2 separate regions of the Pan troglodytes genome follow, and region 1 is linked to region 2. A link is a contact called in public Hi-C data. All regions are on one chromosome and are shown on one strand. The core of a region is the stretch at or near the end of the contact, and the rest is flanking DNA. Distances in the headings are between cores, read along the strand shown.

Evidence for each region. A called contact is a pair of places that touch in the nucleus more often than the background predicts.
Region 1: a Hi-C map of induced pluripotent stem cells shows a contact between it and region 2, with 1.9 times the contacts expected there. The contact joins the enhancer-like site here to the promoter of CCL1 in region 2. A contact is called at or near these places in 1 of 7 Hi-C or Micro-C datasets (induced pluripotent stem cells) and 1 of 1 other capture datasets (stem cell-derived neural stem cells).

Annotation. Positions count from the first base shown.
Region 1 is chr19:33,672,876-33,679,921 of NHGRI_mPanTro3-v2.0_pri, reverse strand. All of the region lies in intron 1 of ASIC2 (acid sensing ion channel subunit 2), which reads right to left. Among named protein-coding and RNA genes, the nearest start is that of ASIC2, 230 kb to the right of the region's middle. Within about 2 kb of position 3,726, at least 5 of the 24 cell types and tissues checked have an H3K27ac peak or open chromatin away from gene starts, as enhancers often do. A contact at or near this core is called in induced pluripotent stem cells, where this site is marked.
Region 2 is chr19:33,241,562-33,249,208 of NHGRI_mPanTro3-v2.0_pri, reverse strand. CCL1 (C-C motif chemokine ligand 1) reads right to left here and starts at 3,841. Exons shown (of 3, transcript XM_003315525.5): 1 at 3,561-3,841; 2 at 2,251-2,362; 3 at 1-1,127. The coding sequence starts at 3,636. The coding sequence ends at 1,025.

The DNA of each region.
Region 1 (7,046 bases), core at 2,477-4,976, 430 kb before region 2:
GCCTCGTCTGCTGCCCAATGTGACCTCAGCCTCAAAGCCCCACTCCTACCTTAGAAAGGTTGGGTTGAGGATCCCCCACTCCACATTCTGGGATTGGGCACCACATTCCCCTCATGGCTGGGGCAGCTCTGCTTCCATGGCCCAGGTTCTTCTAAATCCAATTCTGGGTGTCTACTTTCCAAATCCTCCCAGACTGGGGCTCAGTTTTGACTTGCCCTGGCCATTCTTGTGCCCATGGTATGGAGGCTGCAGTCCATTGACAGCACTGTCACTCCCCTTTTCCACCCTGCTCTACCCAAGACTGCGTGGGTGGCCACTGGATTTCACAATACTTCTTTGGCCAGTGGAAGATCTGAGCTATAGCAATATTTAAAAGATCTTAAGAAGTCACAAAATGTGTATGTGCCCCGCAACGACAAGACTTTTTTTAGATGCAGAAGGCTCTAACTCTAATAAATTATTATCCAAATACAGGAAATAATCATTGTTAACATTAGTAGATCTCTTGCAGTGATGTTTTGGGAGCCCCATAGACTATCATCGAAGTCAGGGGGTTCTTGAACTCGGTTAGGTGGTTGAGTGCCTGAAAGTTTGTGTCCTCTTTACAGAAGCAAAAATACTGTTATTTAATTCAATTGAGAGGTCTAAAAATACAAATGTAGGTCACCCTATTTTTATGTTTTGAGCACTTATGTATTAAGTGCTTTATATGGAGTAGTTCACTTAATCCTCACAAAAACCTTGCGGAAGTATTACAGGTTAAGTCTCCCTTATCCAAAATGCTTGGGACCAGACGTATTTTGAATTTTGAACTTTTTTTTGGGATTTTTGAATACATATTTGCATATAGATAATGAGATATCTCGGGGATAAGCCACACGTCTAAGCACAAAATTTATTTGTGTTTTAATATACCTTATACACATAGCCTGAAGATAATTTTATACAGTATTTTTAATAGTTTTGTGCATAAAACAAAGTTTGTGTACACTGAGCCATCAGAAAGCAAGGGTGTCACCATCTCAGCCACCCATGTGGACAACCTGTGGTTGCTTTGTGTCACCATTATTCCTGACTCTGAATTTTGATGCTACCTAAAGCAACCATTTTCTTATACTGATTCATGCATAAGTACTTAAGAGTAAAAAAATAGGACAGACCATTAATACGGTGGGAAAAATCATGTATTCGGGGTAACCAAGCAGCACAGTAGCATCACCAGAATACCTGTATCTGCTATTAAGCAAGAGCAATAGCAAACAATGGCAGGCTGATTAAACCGTGTGTTGTGTGCCTGCATGTTGACTGTGACTCGTCACATGAGGTCAGGCACAGAATTTTCCACTTGCACTGTCATCTTGGTGCTCAAAAAGTTTTGGATTTTTTTTTTTTTTTGAGACAGAGTCTCGCTCTGTTGCCCAGACTGGAGTGCAGTGGCACAATCTCTCTGCTCACTGCAAACTCAGTCTCCTGGGTTCAAGAGATTCTCATGCCTCAGCCTCCTGAGTAGCTGGGATTACAGTCATGTGCCAACATGCCTGGCTAATTTTTGTATTTTTAGTAGAGACAGGGTTTCACCATGTTGGCCAGGCTGGTCTCAAACTCCTGGCTTCAAGCGATCCTCCCACCTTGGCCTCCCAAACTGCTGTGATTACAGGCATGAGCCACTGTGCCTAGCCTCAGTTTTGGAACATTTTGAATACTGGATTTTCAGATTAGGGATGCTCAACCTGTATGATCACTCACTAAGGTCTGAATGCTGGTGTCCTCCCCAAATTCTTATGTTGGAAGAATTGACTCTCCAATGTGAGAGTAGTAAGAGGTGGGTGGGAGATTTGGGAAAGTGAATAAGCCATGAGGGTTACATTCTCATGAAGAGAAATAGTGCTCTTATAAAAGAAGTTGAAGGGAACTGCTTCACCCTTTCTGCCATGTGAAGACACAGCAATAGGCACTATCAATGCAGCACAGAGGGAGCCTTTCCAGACACCTGATCTGCTGCTGCCTTGATCCTGGGCTTCCCAGCCTTCGGGACTGTGAGCAATACATTTCTACTGTTTATAAATTACCCAATCTATGGTATTTGTTAGAGCAGCCCAAAAGAATTAAGACACTATTATTTGTTGTCATTTCATAAATGAGCAAATTGAGGCTCAGGGAGGTTAGTTCACTTGCCCAGTGTCATTCAGCAAGTTGGGAAGCAGTGAATCAAACCCAGAAAGTCAAATCAGTTTCGCTGCTTTTATTCCACAGTTCCTGCCCTCCCCTGCCTACCCCTGAGAATCAGAAGCAATGTCATCAGTTAGATATGACTATGTTATGCATAAGCCATATCAAATTACAGCCGTTAACACATGGGTTGACTCACACACAAACAACATCTCAAATCTAGGCAAGAGGTATCAGCTGTTTGATAATATTTGTCCGCTAATTTTGCTAATTGTGTGCTCATTTGTCATCCTCTAGTGAGTGACAGCAGGCAAACAGTAGGAGGCACCAAAGGTTTAAGAAAAACATATGGGAGAAAAGCTTAACTGGGAGGCTTTTCTGTCTTAGCTTTTTCGTTTTTTTCCCCCTGCCAACTGGAAAAAAACCACAATTATTGCATTTCTGAGACAGAACTACCTGCTCTGGTTCATGGAAACCCATGTTATTTCAGAGATGCCACCCTGCTGCCCATTGGCGATCTTTCAAAGGTGCTCTCCTGGTGTTCTAACTCAATGTGCTGGACAGTTGTGCCTCTTCCCACCAGCACAGTGTCCTGGTACGGCAGGGACTCTGCAGCGTGGGGGGCAGGGGCACTTCAGGGGTGGGTGGTAAAAGCTGACCAGAACTGTGCAGCTCTGTTGTGGTTCCCACCCTTTGTGGAGAATCACTGCTCTAAGGTGACCCATGCCTCCTCCCATATCCTCTACACCTATGCTCTTTATGATATGACCCACTCTTTGGTTGGACTAGGGTCAACAGCTGGCCCAAGTGCAGCCAAACCATAGACTGGACAGGAAGCAAGGGCTCTGAGCTTCACCTCAAAAGATGAACTGTGCCTGTCAGACCCCTCTCTTGGAAATGTAGTGTCAGGGCTCCGGAGGGGTGGAGCTTCTGCACTTCAGGGGTACATGGGGGTGAGCTGGGCAATGGCCACAATGGACCAGAGTTCTCGGGGTGCAGGAGCCATGTGTGAGTCCAGGGAGTCAGCGGGTGCCAGCAGGAAAATGGAGCAGATCCACAGATGGAGGAGGGGATGTCAGGGGAGAGATGAGACTCTGAGGGACCAACCAGGCAAAATAGAAGTTTGCAGCAAGTAATAGTAGTAGAAGCCTGAAAGTCTGTTAGGTAACCGAGGCTGCAAACATCAGCCTTTCCTGCTCCTGGCCCGTTTCTGGGAGGTCTGCATGTAGGGAGGCGCTCGTTCTTGGATTCTCATGACATTTTCCTTCTTCTTTCTTGGCATCTTTATCATGACCCACCCACTCTCATGCTTTTACTCAAACCAGATAGCACTGCCTTAACGAGGGTGCACAAGAACGCTATTTGAGTTGCTGGGGCCTAAACTGCCTCAGTAAGTGAATCTCTGCCTCCCCTCAGACCCCCCATTGGATGGTCAGAATCTGCAGGAGACTGGCTCAGCTCACCATTCCACTGTTTTGTTCCCTCATTAGCTCTGTTCCCCGGTTAGCTCGCCAGCCCCTTTGCCTTGCCCCGCCCTCCCAGCCACTGCCCCCGACCGAGCTGTTTACATGGCTTTCTACATTTGGTTAGTGCTCACTCCCAAGTTCCCAACCTCCTACTTGACTGTGTCTCCCACTGTGATCCTTTCCTTAGCTCCTGCGGAGCCTGGGCTCATTTACATTTCACTCACCAACCTCATTTAGGTAATTTTCTACAGTTAATTCAACGTTCACCAAGTAGCCCTGGATTGCATTTGCATTCATCACCTTCTGGGGCTCGGAAGCATTTCAGAGTATAGAGGCTTCCCTGCTGAGATCCCCACTTACGCAAATGCAACAACAAATCTCGTGGGCTCTGAGCAGAAGATCCCGCTGCAGGGTCAGCCCAGTATTCTCTTCTGACAGCAGCCTCAGGAGGACAGGAAGTGCCCTTTGTCCTGCCAGTCTTGTCCAAGGAGGAGGTGCCCTGACCCTGGCCTTCCTGTCTCCTATTAATTCATTGTGAATCCATCTCTAGGTTTACTGCCTGCCGTGCAAAGCATTTCCTTCACCTTAGCCAAAATAGCCTAAGCTTCAGGGGGTGCCATCTAGTGCCTGTATTATTACAAAGCTTGGGAAGTAGAAAATATACGATAAAAGGCTTCACAATATCAGAATTGAAAAGGTGTGGTTGCTTGTGAACACAGTCACAGAGAATCCTTGGCTCATAACAAGCTACTTCTTGGTCTCCACTTTGCTAACTGGTGGTGGGCGTCATGGCTATAAGACTCTCAAACCAGCACAGCAGGCCTCACTGTCGATGGGTGCTGTACAGGACCAACTTTTTGCTTTAGTCTTCTACAATTGTTCAGGTTAGTAAAAGAAAACTTGTGATAATAGAAGTTTGCAGCAAGTAATAGTAATAGAAGTCTGAAAGTCTGTTAGGTAACCGAGGCTGCAAACATCAGTAATCTGTCTTTATCCGCAAAGCAGGGAAAACTGGATTCTATCACTTATGGGTTTCCCCTGCCTTTGTTGTATTTCAGGAATTACTGGAAAGAAATTGTCTGACCTGGCTCCTTTTGTGTTTCATTTGGGCCTCAAAGGCCGTATATATGTAAGAAGAATGTCACTGCCTATGTCAAGCTTTCTGGACAGAATTCTAGAAATTCACCTGTAGCTTGTTCTTATTCCATATTGTGCCACCCTTTCACAACCCTGGTTCAGTTTGTTTTAAGATTTTCTATCCAGGATCTCAGTGGCTGAGATGTTAGTCCCCATCGTGCTTCAGGTAGTAGAATAAGGGCTGGAGACCAGAGCCTGGGCCCACCATCCCACCATCGCTGTCTGTGAATATGCCTCATGCTGTGAGCAACACAATAAAGTTTGCTTCAAACAAAAGTATCATTTCCCTGTAGGAAGCCAGGTAAAAGTGCTGAGAAGTACCACTATAACAGTTCCTTCTCTCTCTACCCTGAGGGATGAAGCTCCTGCACTGCAGGGGTGTGTCGAGGTGAGCTTGGCAGTGGCCCCAGTGGGCCAGAGTTCTGGGGGTACAGGAGCCATGTGTGAGTCCAGGGAGTCAGCTGGTGCCAGCAGGAAAATGGAGCAGACCCACAGGTGGTGGAGGGGATGCCAGGGGAGAGCCGGGGCCCAGATTTTACAACTCCCTTGTTTCTTTGGCTGCCTAGTGCAGATTTATTTATTTATTTATTTGTTTGTTTGTTTGTTTGTTTATTTTAGACGGAGTCTCTCTCTGCTGCCCAGGCTGGAGTGCAGTGGCACGATCTCGGCTCACTGCAAGCTCCGCCTCCCAGGTTCATGCCATTCTCCTGCCTCAGCCTCTCTAGCAGCTGGGACTGATGCAGTTTTACTTTGCATCTCTTCCTATGTAGCAGGATGAGCCGCAGAAAAGAACCCCTCAGAAACCGAGTTGTGGAAGGAAAGGGCTTTATTCAGCTGAGAGCATCGGCGGACTCACGTCTCCAAAAACCGAGCTCCCCGAGTGAGCAATTCCTGTCCCTTTTAAGGGCTTACAACTCTAAGGGGGTCCGTGTGAGAGGGTCGTGATCGATTGAGCAACCAGGGGGTACGTGACAGGGGGCTGCATGCACCGGTAATCAGAACAGAGCAGAACAGGCCAGGGATTTTCACGATGCTTTTCCATACAATGTCTGGAATCTATAGATAACACAAGCAGTTAAGTCAGGGGTTGATTTTTAACTACCAGGCCTGGAATGCAGCGCCGGGCTGTCTGACTACTGATTTCACTTCTGTCTTTTCTTTAACTCCTACTTTTTCTTTGAGGCAGAAATTGGTCATAAGACAATATGAGGGGTGGTCTCCTCCCTTACCTCTAGCTTGATACAAAGGAGGGCTGGTATCCCTGCTTTAGCAAAGCACAGCGCTTCTCCACCCCTTAAGCTCTCCCAGGCAGCTGACAGCAGCTTATCAAGCCCTTGTTCTGTGTGTTGTCAACTGGGAGTGTTCTCAGGTTCCTCTAAGCCACCAGCTAGCCTGAAGGTGCAGTCTGGGAAAAGGACTGCTTTGCTGAATCCCTCTTTATGAGCTAGAAGGGCCTTCTGAACATGGGCCAGGCTCCATCAGTTTCAGAGCAGGAGGTGGTGGAGCGGATCTACTCAAAACTGCATGGGGAAGGAGCGCTGTTCGGCCGTTCTCAACATTTCCTTTAAGAAAGTAATGTTGGCGCTGATTCCAGTAGACCTTTAAAAAGGCTCTTTATTCAAGTCTTAGAACCGATTAGATGAGAGCCATGCTGGGTCTGTCGGGCTCAATTTATATCCTCTCTACTTCTGGGCTCAATTTATATCCTCTCTGCTTCCCAAGAGGGAGCTGAGCCAGGCAGGTAGGTTCCCCAGAATAGGCAGGGTCAATTCCAACGCCACCTTCCCAGGGTGATCTGGAATGGGCTCTTTCTCCCTCTCTCTCCCTTCACCAGGTGCTCCTGCAGAGGAACCTGGTGTCTTCCCCACCCCAGGCTGCAGGAGCTCTCTGTTCAATGCAGTATCCACTGGCCACATGTGGCTTTGAACTCCTGAAACATGGCTGGTCTAAACTGAGATATGCTATAAGTGTACAGTACCATCAGATTTTGAAGACAGTGTGGCAAAAGGTAAAATATGTCATGAATATTGTTTATATTGATTGCATGTGGAAATGATAATACTTTGGATATATGAGGCTAAATAAAATATAGTATAAAAGCCAGGCATGGTGGCTCATGCCTGTAATCCCAGCACTTGGGGAGGCTGAGGCTGGCGGGTCACTTGAGGTCACCTGAAGTTGGGAGTTCGAGACCACCCTGACCAACATGGAGAAACCCTGTCTGTGCTAAAAATACAAAATTAGCCGAGCATGGTGGCACATGCCTGTAATCTC
Region 2 (7,647 bases), core at 2,592-5,091:
AGGTGTGCCAACCCCAAGACCTAGAAACACTTCCTTCCTTGGCTATTCTTCCTTGAATCACACGTTGTACAAATTGAAGCTTGTGATTGTCCCTTTTAAAGCGTTGGCCCTGCTCTTCCTATATGTCCACCGAGGGTTTATCCTGCTCTTCCCAAGACAGCCTCACTCCTCCAGATAAGCTGGGTGGGCATCTCAATCAGACCCAGAACCTACCCATGCCTGGACACCCACTGAGATCTTCCTCAAGAAGAGATGGGCACTGCTGACAACAGCAGGGCCTGTCCCCCAGATCTGGTACCACACTGCATCAGGCAGTACACTTGGCAATGTGGGACACCTGGAGGAGTTGTCCTAGGAGGCAACAGCTCTAGGCTCTAATGCCAGATCTGCCCCTGAATTGCTGCATCTCTCTTTAGCCCTCAGTCACCTCATCTATAAAATGGGTTTAGCAACATTTTACAGGCAGACAACCTCACATGATCCCCTCCAGCTAGGGCAGTTGTGATTTGGTGATAACATCACCCCCCCCAAGCCCTCTGGGCAGGGCAGGGAGAAGAAGAGTCCTGCACCCAAATGTGGACCCAGCTGTGAACCCCAGCTTTCTGTTCCACTGTACCACTCCTGGCAGCCAAATCTGGAGGCAGAGAATCTGCACCACCACCCCGACTCAAAGCTTACACCCCAGGACAAAGGCAGTCACTGAGAGCTAGTGAGTCACTTATTAGCCCAGTTCCCCTGGCACCAGGTGCAACACATCTCCCTCCTCCTGACCCATCCTTCAGCCCCTGGCTCCCACCTCTCAATGCCAATCAAGTTTTCACTCTGAAATCCAAGAGACCCAGAGGGTTGGGGGTTGATGATTGTATAATTTAAATGTTTAAAGTGCAACAACATAGCTTATCAAGACCAAGCAGATCCTCTGTGACCTAGCAAAAGCAGGGCAGAAGGAATGGTGTAGGGCTGGTAGTTTGGGGGACAGGTGAAGCCACGTGGTTTCCAGAGCCCACAATGGAAAGAAATCTGCTCATTTTATTTTTGACGGGCAGTGCCTCAGCATTTTTCTGTGCCTCTGAACCCATCCAACTGTGTCCAAGGCGCAGGCCTCTTTGCCTCTCTTCAGCTTGAATCTGTGAACAGAGAATAAGAGAGAAGGCTGAGCCACCCAAGCCACTACCGGGTGGGCAAAGCACAAGCCCCACCTCCTCCGGCTGCCAGGTCCCCTAAACTGCTCTTGCTGGGCCTTGGGCTCCCCTCTGTAAATGAAGTTGCTGCACAGGATGTGTGGTTTGCACGCTGGGGAACAGCCAAAGCACCAGGAGCTTATGAATTGAACTTCCTGGACCCCTCTCCTGGTTTCAGTTTGGTGTATCAGGGTGGGGCTGAAGAGCCTGAAAACATTCTGACGATTAGGTGGGATGAGAAATTCCCATCCTGGAATAGCTCTCTGCACCAACTTTAATGTTTCTGTGTCCATCTGGGGCCTTACTTGTTGCGTTGGACTCATGTGTTTGTGTGTGTGTGTGTGCGCGCACGCGCCTTGTGTGTGTGGGTGTGTATTTTTCTCTTCTGATCTGTCTACTTCCTAAACTGGACTATTGTCCAATCTATAGACCAACTCTATCTCTTACTCTCTGGTTGATCTTAGACAAATATCTCTACCTTCCTGAACCTCACTTTTCATGATAACAAAAATATGTGCCCCAAGAGGATCGACAGAGAGAATATGCATGAAAAAGCCTTAAAATACTGACTGGTATGTGAAAGCTACTCCAATTAAGTTTGTAAAGACCCTGTGATGCAGCTATGTTTATGACCCTTCACAGATAAGGAATACAGAAGGATACACAGATAATTCAGTACAAAGGAGTTACCTGTCCACGGTCACCCAAGACTATGGGTTCCAAATCCAGAGGCAGGAACTAATCCTGGTTCCCTTCCTCTTTCCAGTGCACAATAACCCCTCATGCTTTTGTTAAGCCTCTGAGCTCATAATGCTGGGATACAATACTTGGCACCTTGGAGTTTCAGGAAACACAAGTCACTGCAGGAGCACAGATGCATCCTTCCTCACACCTGCTAGGAAGCTCAGCGCTCCCTCTAGCGCCCAAGTGTGGCTTGCACCCAGGTGCTGGCAGCTCTGGGTTTAGAAACCTTATTCCGGTAAAATACTGTCATCTAGTGTCTACTCTTGTAATTCCAGGCTGGCGGGGTTCTGTTCTCTAGGGAGAGATTGAGCAGGTGATCACTTACATTAAGCCCTCATTGGAGCAGATGGAGCTGGTATTTCTGTAACACAGGATTGCCCTCAGGGAAATCTCTTGCTCCGCAAATGAGAAGCAACATCTGGAGAAGGGTACCTGCACTAGAAGAGAAACACAAATGATGGTTTGCATCCATTTCTCAACCTCTCACCTGTAGCACAATTTTTAAAAAACAAAAACAAAAAAAGCCTCCCAGGACAAGCCCTGGCTTGGGGACCACATCCAGACGGTGCCGGCATAGCTCTGTCTCATCAGCCACCTTGTTCTGGGGCTAGGTAAAGAGTCAGAAGATTGGGGTTCAGATCTGAGCTCCCCGCACCCCAGCTGAGTGGCCCTGAGGAAGATGTGCCTTCACCCTGGCCCCAGACTTCCCATCTGTAAAATAAAACTTTTTGGAGCCTGGTTTCTAAAGGCTCATCCAGTTTTGGTATTTCACCACATGTGCATGGTTCTGCCCCAGTATTCATGTCCAAGGGCTCTGGACCCCACACCCTGGGGACCTGGTTAGTCTGATGCAGGACACAGTGGTCCACAGTTCACAGACCTGATCTGGGGAAGATTAGGAATTGTTCGAGGAGTCCAAACTGATGAGATGACAAGGGAAGAGCTCCCAGGAACTAGCTAGCTGCCCTACTCAGTCTCTTGAATCCCCTCCTGCCCTGGTCCTTAGCTCTTTCCCAGCTCCCAACCCCCACTCTGTCCATTTGTGCATTCTCCTCCCACACCACATCCCACAAGAGACCTGCATTCCAATCCCAGCTTCTTTCTCCTAGTTTTTCTGTTTGCACCCCCTTTCATGCCTCTTACTAGGTTGGTATTCTCCAAACAGTCTTGGAGGGCAGACATCATCAACTCCATTTCACTGATAGAGAAAGTAGAGTTTGAGAGCTAAAGTGACTTGCCCAAGAGTGACCAATTGTTAGAGCCTGGTCTTGGCTTCTGACTCTACTTGGTGTCTGTCACACTGTAGAAGCTACACCCAGGCTCTCCTCTGGGCCTTGGGCCTCGGGCCTCCCAGCTTTACCCGAGTAACCTCACAGGTTCCCTTCTTTGGGTCTGGATGAAGCAGAGCCTCCTTGTACTGCAGCTGTCAGTTCAGTTCTCTGTGTTTGCCCCAACTCATGGTTCTCCTACTAGCCCTCACCCCCAGCCTGTCCAAGTTCACTACTCCTCCTCTTTAGGTAGGAAGAGGGGAGATAGAGTTGGTGAGTTCAAAGAGAAGCCTGCTCCAACCCCAGAGTGGCTGACCATGTTTCTGCCCTCCCCAGAGAGAAGCAAAATGATGCCTGCCACACTCACTGCTCTTGCTGTCCACATCTTCTGGCCACATCCCAGCTAGCAGCAAGCACACCAGGGCTGTGGTGATGATCTGCATGTCTTCTGGTCTGGCTTGGGCCTTCCTGGAGCAGCTTTGATGAGCCTGGTGAAGCTAAGAGCTCACCACTGTGCCGTCCTGCAATGCTGAGGGCTTTTATTTGAAAAACTCCACCCAAAACTCCAGGCCATGGTGGGAGCCACAAGTGGGAAGCCATAGGGACAGGGAACAGTTGCTCACACCCAGTGACCATGTGGTAAACTCCTTTCCCCACCTCTCCTGGGTGGTATTCGTGGTGGTGATGGATTGATAGGTTGCATTGGGAACTTCCCCAAGTGTGGGAGCAGATAAGAATCTTGAAAAAGTGCGTGGGAACTGTCCTGGTTGAGTGGGAAGCAAAGAAAAGTGAGTGAGAGGAAGTGGCCTGTGTGTGGCTTGTCCAACCCTACGTCATTCCATCCAAGTACTACTGCTTCAGGGCAGAAGAGTCTGGACCTGAACAGAGATACACCTGCATTTGAATCCCAGTTCTGCAGAGGAGGGATTACATAAACTTACCCAAATGAATATTCACACAAAATGCAAATAGCAATACATGTCTCAAGGATGTGCGATAAGAATTAAATAACATTCTCTATGTCCAGTGACTGGCCTAGATATTTGCCATTTCTATTTTTTCTATTTTTTTCAATCCTCAACACTTTTCAATAGCTTATTCTGTTCTAGGTCCTTGGTTAGCCCCAGGGAAGGCAGTTACCAATGAGGAGCACTGCCTGACCTCAAGCCACTTCTCTTCAATTCACAGATAAACAAGTGAAAGCCACCCAGTGTAAGCACGGAGATAGATGTGTTATATTGGGGTTACAGAGAGGACTGAGAGCTACTCAGCAGCATCTGAGAGTCCTGCCAGGGGAATTTTCCCTTTTTGTTTTTTTTTTTCTAGAGTCTCACTCTGTCACCCAGGCTGGAGTGCAGTGGCACAAACTCACTGCAGCCTCAAACTCCTGGGCTCAAGCAATCCTCCAGCCTCAGCCAGGGAATTTTTCCTTTTTGTTTTTTTTTTTTTCTAGGGTCTCATTCTGTTGCCCAGGCTGGAGTGCAGTGGTGCAAACTCACTGCAGCCTCAAACTCCTGGGCTCAAGCGATCCTCCCACCTCAGCCTCACAAGTGGGTGGAACTATAGGTGTGCACTACCTGGCCCAGATAATTTTTTTATTTTTTATTTGCATAGAGATGGAGTCTCACTGTGTTCCCCAGGCTGGTCTTGAACTCCTAGGTTCAAGCAATCCTGCCTCGGCCTCCCAAAGCGCTGGGATTACCAGTGTGAGCCACTACCCCAGCCAGGAGAATGTTCTTTAAGCAATATCTCCTGTGTGCTGATGTGGAGAGGGGAAAGCTAAGTAGAGGCAGGGTCTTCTATGAGGACAACAAGGCATAAGGGAGCACACTTCATTTCAAATCATCAGGAAAAGCAGAAGTGTAGGGTCCAAGGAGAGTGACAGGAGTGAGAGAGTGGTTGCAGAGAGATGTGGCTGTACAGCTACAGAGAAGACTGGGTCATAAAGATGTATGCAGTACTTGGAATAAAGAGTACTGCATAGTAGGTGCTCAAGAAAAAGTAGCTGAGCCGAATCTAGGCATTGAAATCATGAAGCCTGTGTGCATTATATAGAGTGATGGCTAGACTGATCTACTCTGATTGTGCAGTCTTTAGCTCAAAAACCTGCAGTGGCTCCACACCATCAATTGGATGGAGCACCGAGCTACTCACCTGGACATTTGTGGTTCTTCATGTCATGCCTCAGTGGATGCCAGCACATTCGGGTAATTGCAATTCTTGATTGCAAGTAACTGCCACTTGCTGTACTATCTCCGGGATTTTGCTCCTGCTGTAACCTCCACCTGCAGAGCCCACCTCTCTGTCTCACTCTCTGAACATCCTACCCATTGCAAATGTCATTGTCTCCACAAAGGCACTTCTGCCATATCTAGCAGATAGGATCTCAGCCTCTTGTGAGAACCCTCATGCCTGGATCGCCATACAATTCCTGCAACACTTTCCTTTAGCCCACACTCCAAACATGGAAATGTCCAAGTTGAAAGGGCTCTTCCAGACTATCTACAACAGTGGCTCTTGAAGCTTTTTGGGAGAGCTTTTGTAAAAATCTGAATATCTTAGTCCCATTTCAGAATGAGAATCAAAACACATGTGCATGTACATGTTGGAAAGAAAAAATTTTCAGGTAATTTTCTCAGACACCAGAAGATAAGAATCACATATCTCGTATAATCACTTCATATTATGATGAAATGAGAGGAAAGTAACTTATCCAAGGTCATGTTGACCTCAGGGACAATGGAACTTGAGCCCTGGTCTTTTGACCTTCATGTGCAGCTGCCTCTGAGAACACACTTTTTGCACAGTCCACAACTAACTTCCTCTGCTCAGCCCAACCAAGTACCATTTATCCTTTCAACTGCTTCCTGCCACCTGAAAAGTGGTTGAAACCACAAACTGCTGTTGTTTCTATCCTATTCTCTTTGTCCTTAGAGATGGATAAATACTATGTGCTATTCATCCTACTATGCGCTATGCATCCATCTTTTTCTTTCAACTTTTATTGTAAGTTCCAGGGTACATGTGCAGGGTGTACCATTTTCTTTATCCAGTCTATCATTGATGGGCATTTGGGTTAATTCCACGTCTTTGCTATTGTGAAGAGTGCTGCAGTGAAGGTTCGTGTGCCTGTATCTTTATAATAGAATGTTTTATATTCCTTTGGGTATATACCCAGTAGTGGGATTGCTGGGTCAAATGGCATTTCTACAAGAGATGAATACTTTTTTATTCCTTTACCATAGCGTGTCAGGAGAGAGAGAAGATGCAAGTGGGTGGTCAATCAGCCAAATGTAACTGTAGGTCCTTTAGATGTAGGAAACAGACAGGGGGAAATGTGGCCACCTTGGAAATTCTTTGTTCTTCCCCTCCTCCTGGGGTTGCTGCCTAGCCCAATCAAGAAGGGAAACCGGGCTGCCCACTCCACCACCCCCTTCCCCTCCCCCCACCTCCCTGTGGCCACAGTCAGACCAGCACAGGCAAAAAGAGAACAGCAAGATTTAGTCATGCTTTTCCTTTCCAGGCTCCCTCAGCACATGGAAGGAACTGGCTGGAGGCTCTTATCACACAGGAACTTAATGTTTCTCATGGGTATCTCTTCCACCCCAATGTGACTGTCAAGGACACAGACTTCTCTAGGCTCTAGCACAAAGGCTAGGACCAAGTAGTAACTCAATTAAACAGTTGTGTAACTGAACAAGCTGGAACAGATGGCATAGGATGGACTGATGTATAAGAGATGCTCTCAGAATAAACACTGAACCAGTTATTCATATGAACACATTTCTTCGTTAGAAATTTGAAAATCAGAACTGCTTGGAGATAGGTTTTCTTAATCATCTTTTATGAAATAAGTACCTATTACAGAAGACAGGTAGAGACCAGATAGAGTTCAGCCCATGCAGCTGCCTCTTAAGACATCTCCTCCAGCGGCGCCCAGTGGTGTCTGAGGGTGTCCAGGAGTGTTCCAGCCCTCTTTCCTCCTCCTGGATGGCCCGAGTGGCCTGGGGCTTGACCCTGCCTGCTTGCCTTGCAGTTAGAGTTCAGCCTGATCCTTGCAGATCAGGGCATAGAAACTGACAAGGGAGAAGTCATTTGCCCCGCAACATACAACCACAGAAATACTGGTCTTGCTTTGTCCAGCTCTGGGGTCAAGCCTTCTGAGTTCCCTCACTTAGGGAGGAAGCAAGCTATAGAGGAAATGCAGGATAGTCAGACACAACTGGGTCAGATCTCAGCTCCACCACTAGAGCCTAGGCAAGTAATTTACACTTTCTGAGTCTTTGCTCTCTCATTGTAAGCTCCACAGCTAACTGGACTTGGCACAACTCTCCTCATTGTTTTTAAGATAAACTCCCCAGGCTGAGGCAGGAGAATCGCTTGAACCCGGGAGACAGAGGTTGCAGTGAGCCAAGATCGCACCACTGCACTCCAGCCTGGGTGACAGAACAAGA